Regions from separate parts of the Sus scrofa genome. Here region 1 is linked to region 2. Evidence: chromatin contacts called from public promoter capture Hi-C data. All regions are on one chromosome and are shown on one strand. Each heading gives the region's core, a stretch centred on a gene start, on an enhancer-like site or on the middle of the called end of the contact. The rest is flanking DNA. Distances are from core to core; before and after follow the strand shown.

Region 1 (4,090 bases), core at 784-3,283, 230 kb before region 2:
ACAGGGAGGGGAGCAGCCTGCCACAGATCTGGGGACCTCAGCACTCCTCCTGGAGTTCACCAGAGGAGAAAGAAGAAAATCTGTGCACAGGTGCTAGCCAGCCCAGAACAGGACTTCAGGGGTGCTGAGTGGCTGCCTCTGCCACCGTGACCCCAGTCCCCAAAGGTCCCAGTTTAGGGTCCCTGCCTCAGCTGTACCAGGGCAGGCCTGAGATATCCCACCTGTACAGGCAGCAGCAAGACCCTCCATCCTTACCACAGTCAGATGAAGGAGGCAGTGAGAAATACTACAGGCAGCAAAGCTTGTCTTTATAAGGTTTGCAGACCCCAGAAGAGGTGAGAACATTTGAAGAGAAAATAGTGGCTGTTTGCTCTTGAGGCTTAGAGCCCACATTTGACCAACTTAGCTATCCCCCACCCAATCACATCCTGAATCTTAACCCTTTCCACTCCCCAATCTGTGTCTAAGAAGTTAAAAAATAAATAAATATTTATTTATTTACATGCATTGCTTTTCTGGGTCCCCTATAGGATTTTTGGAGTTATGGAGTCAACCATTTGGAGACAAGGCTCAAAACTTTCGGACAACTGCCAGCGTGGCATTTCGGACCAGAGACGCCAGTCTCCTCCCCGCCAATCACACCCCCCCACGCCCCCACGCGCCTAGCTTTTTGGAAGTTTGTTTCCCACCAAGAGTCCAAAGGAGAAGGGCTATAGTGAAGGGAAAGAGCAAATCACCCCCGAACCCCACAATTTTACCCTCCCCTCCCCCCGGTGCCTTTCGTCCTTGGGAGGAGACCCTGGACACAGCCTAAAGCTGCCTGACAACTTCTGGAGGAGTTTCCTGGGACCGTCCAGTTCCAGCCCCAAGGAAGGGAGAGGACGGCCCCTAGGCTTCTGCGGGAGGGGACCTTCCAAACCCAGAGTTGGGGGCTCAAGATGCGGGGCCCCGAAATGCGGGCCCCAGGCCGAAATGCCGCCCCCACCCTCCGCCTGCAGGCACTCCGAAACCCCGGGTCTTCAACTTCGCTCATTCTGCCGCACACGCCTGAGGGGACCTTGCCGCGAGCCCCATTTTGGGCACCCCGCTCCCACGCGCCAGGCCGAGCCGCCACCGATGATGTCCCCTGCACCGCCGGTGACCCCAGCGGCCCCGGGCCCTCAGGGCGGGCTGCACTTGGCACGCTCGCCACCCCGCAGCGCTGCCGCGCGTGGCCTAACCTTGCTCACGTGCACGCAGCAGTCTCGGCCCCCGCCCGGGCTTGACCCCCGCTCCCCAAGGGCGGCCCGCGCCCCGCTCCCGGAGCCCCGCTCCCCGCGCGGCCCGGCCGCTCCCGACTCCCGCCGGCAGGGGCCCTCGCCGAGCCGCCCAAAAGCCGGAGGAAAACGGAGCCGAGAAAGCCTCCCCCGCCCTCGCTCGCCGCGCTCCCCGCGAGCCCTCAGCCGCCGGCGTGGGGGGGACCGCGGCGGCAGCCAGCGCCCCGGGCCCCGGCCCGGCCCGAGGCCCGGCGCGGCACAGGGCGCACCAGCGAACTTTGGCGGCGTGGGCGCCAGAATCATGGCGGCGGCGGCGGCGGCCCCGCTGCCCCGGGCCGGGACCCGGTGCCTGCCACCCCCGGCCGCCGCGGGTCCCCGGGAGCCGGGGCCGGGGCCGGGCGCGCGGGCCCTCAACTTGGCCGCACTTGGGGCGCGGCGCACGCGGCCCGCAGGGCGCACTCACTTACCGGCGTTGAGGGAGGCGGCGGGCATGTGCGCGGTCAAGTTCGGTTTGTAAGACATCCCCCCGAGCGGCGGGGCGCGCCGGGGCGCAGCGGGGCCAGGCCCGCGAGGGCGACGGCGGCGGCGAGGCCGGACGGCGGCGAGGCGGCCCCGGCGTCCGTGCGCCCGTCCGTGCGCCCGCCGAGCTCCCGCGCACTTTTTGTTGTTGACGGCTCGGGCCGCACCGGCAAATATGGCCGTCCCTCACCCTGACACCCGCTGCAGTATATCACCCATACATCGGGCGGGCGCGCGGGCGCAGGGGCGGCCGCAAACTTTGAGCGGAGCCAGCGGGGCCGGCCCGGGCCGGGAGGGGGCGGCCCGGCGCGCCGCGGCCCGGCGTCAGGGGGCGGCTCCGCCCGCTGCCGCGCCCCGCGCCTCCGGGCGCGCTCGGCGCCCGCAACTTGGCAAAGTTTGGGGGGCTGGGGTCCCGGCGGCGCCCGAGGCCCGCGTGGGTCCCTTTCTTCTTCTACGCAGGCGGCGCCTGAAGATTTGTTCTTTTACCGATTAATTTTTTTAATAGCTAGGTAGGATTGCAGAATTACTTTTTTCCCCCTGGACTGTGGGGGCAGGGATGGAAAATTACCTGGAGAAAATGGTGGCGAGTGGTATTTTTAAGCGCGTAGATCTTTCCAGACGCCAAGGTCTGGCTACACCCCAGAGTAAGAACAACCAATTTTTGACATTGATTTCAAATAAATTTCACGTCCCTGTCGGTATTAAGTGGTTTTAACCCTTTAGGGGCCTAGACACCTTTGAGACTGTACAAAAGCCAGCAGCCTCCTCCCCTGGAAAATACACCCGAACATTCACACAATTTTGCATCTTAACACATTCAGATACTTAAGAAGCGCCTACTGTGTGCGGTGCACTGTTCCAGGTGCTAAAGATACAGAATAAACTTGACAAAGTTTCTTCTCTCCTGGAGAATTTTTTTGCAATTTTTGACTCTCCTCTACCCCCACCCCAGCCCACTTCTCAGATCTGACTGAAACACAATCACCAAATGTATTTTGCATTAGGTGATGAAGCTTTTGAAGGTATTATTTCTTGGAGTTCTGCTTGAATAGTAAATCTTGTCAAAATACAAGAGATGCCCACCCTTTTCTGCCCTTTGTAATCGCCATGCTTTGCCGAATTTTTTTGATTAGCCACAGACATTCAGATACATCCGGATCTACTGAGGAAGGCATCAACCTTTTTGCCTGAAAGCAAAGGGACACCATCCATGCCTTCCCTCCATCCCTTTAGGAATGAAGGTACAGGTGACACTCCCTTCTCAGCACCCCTTGTGATAAGCTTTAGGCTGGTTCAGCCAAGAATGTTCAGTGATTCTGCTGTTAGGCACCGGGGACTATATCCAATCGCTTGTGATAGAACATAATGGAAGATAATGTGAGAAGTGTGTGTAAGTATATATATATATGTGTGTATGTATGTATATATGTATGAATGACTGAGCTCTTTGCTGTACAGCAGACATTGACAAGAACATTGTAAATCAACTATAATAAAAAAAAATTTTTTAGGTGTTCCCATCATGGCTCAGCGGCAACAAACCCGACTAGTATCTATAAGGATGCAGGTTCGATCCCTGGCCTTGCTCAGTGGGTTAAGGATCTAGCATTGCCGTGAGCTGTAGTGTAGGTCACAGACTCGGCTCAGATCCTGAGCTGCTGTGGCTATGGCATAGGCTGGCAGCTATAGCTCTGATTCAACCCCTTAGCCTGAAAATTTCTATATGCTACGGGTACAGCCCGAAAAAGACAAAGACAAAAAAAAAAAAAAAAAAAACACGTTTTTTTTTAAGAATGCTCAGTGAAATTTTTTTCACGAATAAATTAATATCACCCTTTTGCTACCCTGCCTCTAGAGGACCAGTACTCTAGAGTAGCATTGTCTAAAAGAAAAGTATTGCAGGCCACGCAAATAATTTAAAAGTTTTAGTAGTCACATTTTAGAAAGTAAGAACTGGTGAAATTAATCTCAATTATAACATAGTTTATTTAACATAATATACCCCAAAATGGTATGATTTTGATACATAATGAATATAAAGCAATTATTAAGATACTTTACATTCTTTTTTATGATACTAAACTCTTCAAAACCCAAACTGTATTTTACCCTTACAGCTCATCCTTATTCAGACTGGCCACAGGTCAAGTGCTCAGTAGCCATGATAGCTAGCGATTTTCCTGTTGAACCAGTGAAGGGCTAGAAACTACAAGAATTGGACTCATAAGGTATTCATTCTGGCTCCATCACCTGCCAGCTGTTTGACAAAACCTCCATTTCCTTGCAGCAAGAATCCAGATCTCTGTGGCCTGCCT
Region 2 (4,340 bases), core at 1,363-3,862:
TTAGGGTTTCTTTTGGGGGGGATGAAATGTTTTGGAATTAGACAGTGGTCATGGTTGAAAACCTTTGTGGGTGGCCTGACAAATCCTGAGAGACTGTAGTTCTTTGAATTAATTTGTCTTCAGATCCTGAAATATTGTTGAAAGATGCCTGATGAGTAATTATGACAAGGATGCTAAAAAGAAAAACCTGAGCAAAGAAGAAAGCATACCAGGTAGTTAATTGTGATTATTTGATAGTATTATGATTAGAGTTACTTTTGTCTTTTTTCCAACTTTTATTTTTTGGCCATGCCTGCAGCATGTGGAAGTTCCTGGGCCAGGAATCGAACCCATGCCAGAGCAGTGACCCAAGCCACTGCAGTGACAATGCCAGGTCCTTAACCTGCCTCATCCCAAGGGAACTCCTTCAGTATTTAAATAGCACAGTTACTTTTTTTTTTGTTTAGGGTTGTACCCACAGTATATGGATGTTCCTAGGCTAGGGGTCAAATCGGAGCTACAGCTGCTGGCCTACACCACAGCCACAGCCACTCGGAATCCAAGTCACATCTGCGATCTACATCAAAGACTCACTGGCAATGCCAGATCCTTAACCCACTGAACGAGGCCAGGGATTGAACCTGCATCCTCATGGTTCCTAGTTGGGTTCATTAACTGCTGAGCCATGAGGGGAACTCCTAATAGCACAGTCACTTTTAAAATAGAAAAGATAGGAGTTCCCATTGTGAGTCAGCGGGTTAAGAACCAGACCAGTATCCATGAAGATGCGGGTTTGCTCCTTGGCCTTCCTCAAGTGGGTTAAAGATCTGGTGTTACTGTGACCTTCAGTGTAGGCTGGCAGCTGCAGCTCCAGTTTGACCCCTAGCCTGTTCAATATGCCACAGGTTTGGCCACAAAAAGCTAAAATCAATCAATCAATCAATCAATCCCTGAACAGTGGAGTTAGAATGTTAATCATTTTGAAAATGAAAATTAACCTTTAATACCTAGATAAAAACAGACTTGAAAAAAAAACACCAGGATTATTCTTGGCACTTTTCTAGAGTTGAGTTGCTTGAGAAGTTGAAAAGGCTGTATTCATCAATTTAATTCAGCTTAATAGGAAACCTCTGAAGGTATTAAATGCAAAAAGAGATTTACTGTAGGAAAATACAAGCTCATAAATGGGTTGGTGAAGTTGGAAGGGCAGGCTCTAGGCTGAGCCTCCCTCTAGCTATGGCTGTCCGGATAACACTGCAGAACTGACCTGCCAGAAGAAGCAGGGCCTTTGCCACAGTTTGGAAGGTGGGGAATCAGGAGACCATTACTAGAACTCTGAGTTCGATAACGCATTGTCATAGCCTGGAATCTTCTTTCACAGTACCTGCATCTGTTTATTGACACCTGAGCAGGAAACTGGATATTGGGCCACTACTGCCCCCTATTGTCTGGTAGTCTTTGAAGAAATAATCCTTCAAACTTGCATTGCTTATTCACATAAATGGTATCATCTGATCTTCATGATAACTTTACATGATAAGCATAAAATGTGCTATCACCCCCTTTATACAGATAAGGAAATTTAAGTTCAGAGAGTGATGGAACATAATTAAGGTTACACAACTATGTGTAAAACTGGAGTAACAACCCAGGTCTCCTCATCAGGCCAGTTCAATGAACTTGATGTGTCAACTAACACATCATGAGTGAGATCTTTTGTGACCCTAGGGGAGGGCCTGAGAGAGCAGCATATATGTGCCAAGACTTGTGCCTCATGAGTGACACAGACTGGTAAATAAGTATAACTTAGAGGGTGCAAATCTACCTTGTAAGCACAGAGGAAGGGGCTAGAATTTGGCAGTGGGAGATCTAGGAACATTTCAAGAAGAGGAGAGGTGACATTTGAGTTGGGTTTTGAGGGGTGTGTAGGAGTATGCCAGGAGGCAAAGTGTACAAAAAAATTGTCCCAGTAGCTGGCAAGAGCAATGGGGCCATGGGGGTGGCAACTAGACTCTAGGGAAGTGAGAGAATTCTAACTTTGGAGGATGTAGACAAGGTTTTTTGTTTTCGGTAGTTGTATTATATATACATACAGTGAAATAAGGCGTATTAAGTATACAGTTTCTTTAGTTTTTAAAAAGGCATATGTAAACACTCATGTACCCATCGTTTAGGTGACGATGTAAAACATTTCCAACATCTCAGGAGGTTCTCTCTCGTGCCCTTTCCCAGTCTCTATACCCTTCTCCATCCTTCCTCCGTCGGTTTTTGCGAGGTGAGGGCAGGCTAACATAAATATTAAAGCCCTTGGTTTCAGCTCCATTTCCTCCTTCCACTCCTATTACTGCCTCCAAATCTTCTGCCATCTTTACGGACAATCCTAAGAAGATACTGCACTAGGGGGAGGAGGGTTATTGCTACTGTTTTTTCCTCGTGTGGTCCATGTGAAATTTAAGTTGTAAGCGCGACTGGAGAGAGGAAGAGGACAATGGTTTCTGGTCCTTCGGAGCCACCGTCCAGGCTCGGCCCGCGCGGAGACGCCTTGTCCCTCGGCGGCTGCCGTGCGTCCGTTACGTGGCAGCTGCAGGCGCCCGCCAATCCACGGCGCCCGCATCAGCCCCCTCGGGTGGCGCAGCCGGAAGGGGCGGGGCTGAGGCGGCGGCGGCTGAGAAGGTAGTGGTGGCGGCGGCGGCCACGGCGGCTTTGGAGGCCGCGCTCCCGGTCCTGGCTTCGGCCCCAGCCCCACCATGGTGACGCTCGCTGAGCTGCTGGTGCTCTTGGCCGCCCTCCTGGCACGGCCTCGGGCTACTTCGTCAGCATCGACGCACATGCCGAGGAGTGCTTCTTCGAGCGGGTCACCTCGGGCACCAAGATGGGCCTCATCTTCGAGGTGGCCGAGGGCGGCTTCCTGGACATCGACGTGGAGGTGCGGGCGCGCTGCCCGCGACCGAAGCGGGGTCTTGCGGCCGCTCGGGGGTTGCCGGCGCGCGGGGCCCGCCGGCGCGCGGGGCCCGCGGGGGGAGCGGGACATCGAGGCCACTGTCCGAGTTCTGGGAGGGGCGCTGGCCGCCACCCAGCGACCCTCTAACCTCCCTTTTCCCCGCATCTCCCCGGATTCCGGGCTCCCCACGGGATACGTAACCGTTGCTTGATTGCTTTGGATACTCAGCTTGAATGGCGGGTTCCCCTTGGAACCTCTTGCCGAGCTTTGTCGACCAGGCGCCGCGTGTCAGATCTGGGCCCAGGAGGCGCTTCACAGTCTCGTTTAGCTGGTGGCGGGTCTCGAACGGTCAGCAGCTGCTTTCCTCCATAGTGCAAATTAAAGTTGGCACGTGACATGGAAACTTCTGAAAAAGTAAATCGAAAGCTATTGAGATATGTAGGCAGACGTTCGCGTTGTGTTTTATTTTTCATGGAAATGATCCAGATTACCCGATTTTACGTGAATCTCCTTTACGTGATACCTCGTTTAGCCATCTCCGGCTAGGGGAGTGAGGCTGGTTATGCATTTTAGGTGTAATGACTGCAGCGAAGTGGAGAAAACGGAAAATTATTTTAAGAAGCCAACAGTCTGTAAATTATTTCCTGTGTCTTGTTTTAAGCCAAAAGAATGATTCGCCTCTAACTTTTTTTAGAAAATCAGATGTAATTAATATTTAAAGTCATCCGTTAGCATGATTAATTAGGTCTAAGGATTTTCCATTTGACACTGACCCTCAGCGGAGTTGGGCATAAATTCCACAAAACAAGTGAAATCCAGAAATAAGGAGCTACTGGAAGGACTGACTGTTAAAGTTAGCTGAGAGCTTAAGACACCAGCTATTCCAGTCTACAAGTTTTACAGGTGGCATGGGCTTCATAAGAGAAAGCAACTTGAACAAAGTCTAACAGCTGATATGCAGCAGCCTAGGATGAGAACATGGGTCTCAGAATATCCAATCTAGTCCTTTGTCTTATGTCTTCAGGCATCTCAGATAAAGCAGATTCCTTTACTGGCTGGCAGTAATCAATTAGCGAGACCCAGACATGTAGCTTGCTCAAAATTCTTAGGGTTTTGTTTTGTTTTGTGTTTTGTCTTTTCGGTGCCGCATGCACGGCACATGGATGTTCCCAGGCTAGGGGTCTAATCTGAGCTGTAGTTGCCCGCCTACACCACAGCCACAGTAACATCAGATCCCAGCCACCTCTGCGACCTACACCACAGCTCATACCAAGGCCTGGTCCTTAACCCACTGAGCAAGGCCAGAGATCGAACTCGAAATCTCATGGTTCCTGGCCAGATTCATTTCTGCTGCACTACGACAGGAATTTTGTGGAGTTCTGTCATTAAGTGAAGTGGAGTCAAGTGCAGGTTACATTTT

The links. Promoter capture Hi-C pulls out the DNA fragments that hold promoters and counts their contacts.
Region 1: a contact with region 2 is called in a promoter capture Hi-C map of liver, with 11 times the contacts expected there. The contact joins the promoter of CDK2AP1 here to the promoter of TMED2 in region 2. A contact is called at or near these places in 2 of 5 promoter capture datasets (fetal liver and liver), 2 of 47 Hi-C or Micro-C datasets (embryonic fibroblasts and retroperitoneal adipose tissue) and 2 of 2 datasets of contacts at active chromatin or transcription factors (alveolar macrophages and skeletal muscle).

The regions. Positions count from the first base shown.
Region 1 is chr14:29,629,027-29,633,116 of Sscrofa11.1, reverse strand. It overlaps CDK2AP1 (cyclin dependent kinase 2 associated protein 1), which reads right to left and starts at 2,033. Exons shown (of 4, transcript NM_001190166.1): 1 at 1,724-2,033. The coding sequence starts at 1,778.
Region 2 is chr14:29,398,726-29,403,065 of Sscrofa11.1, reverse strand. TMED2 (transmembrane emp24 domain-containing protein 2) reads left to right here and starts at 2,612. Exons shown (of 6, transcript XM_003359088.4): 1 at 2,612-2,769; 2 at 2,772-2,905. The coding sequence starts at 2,727.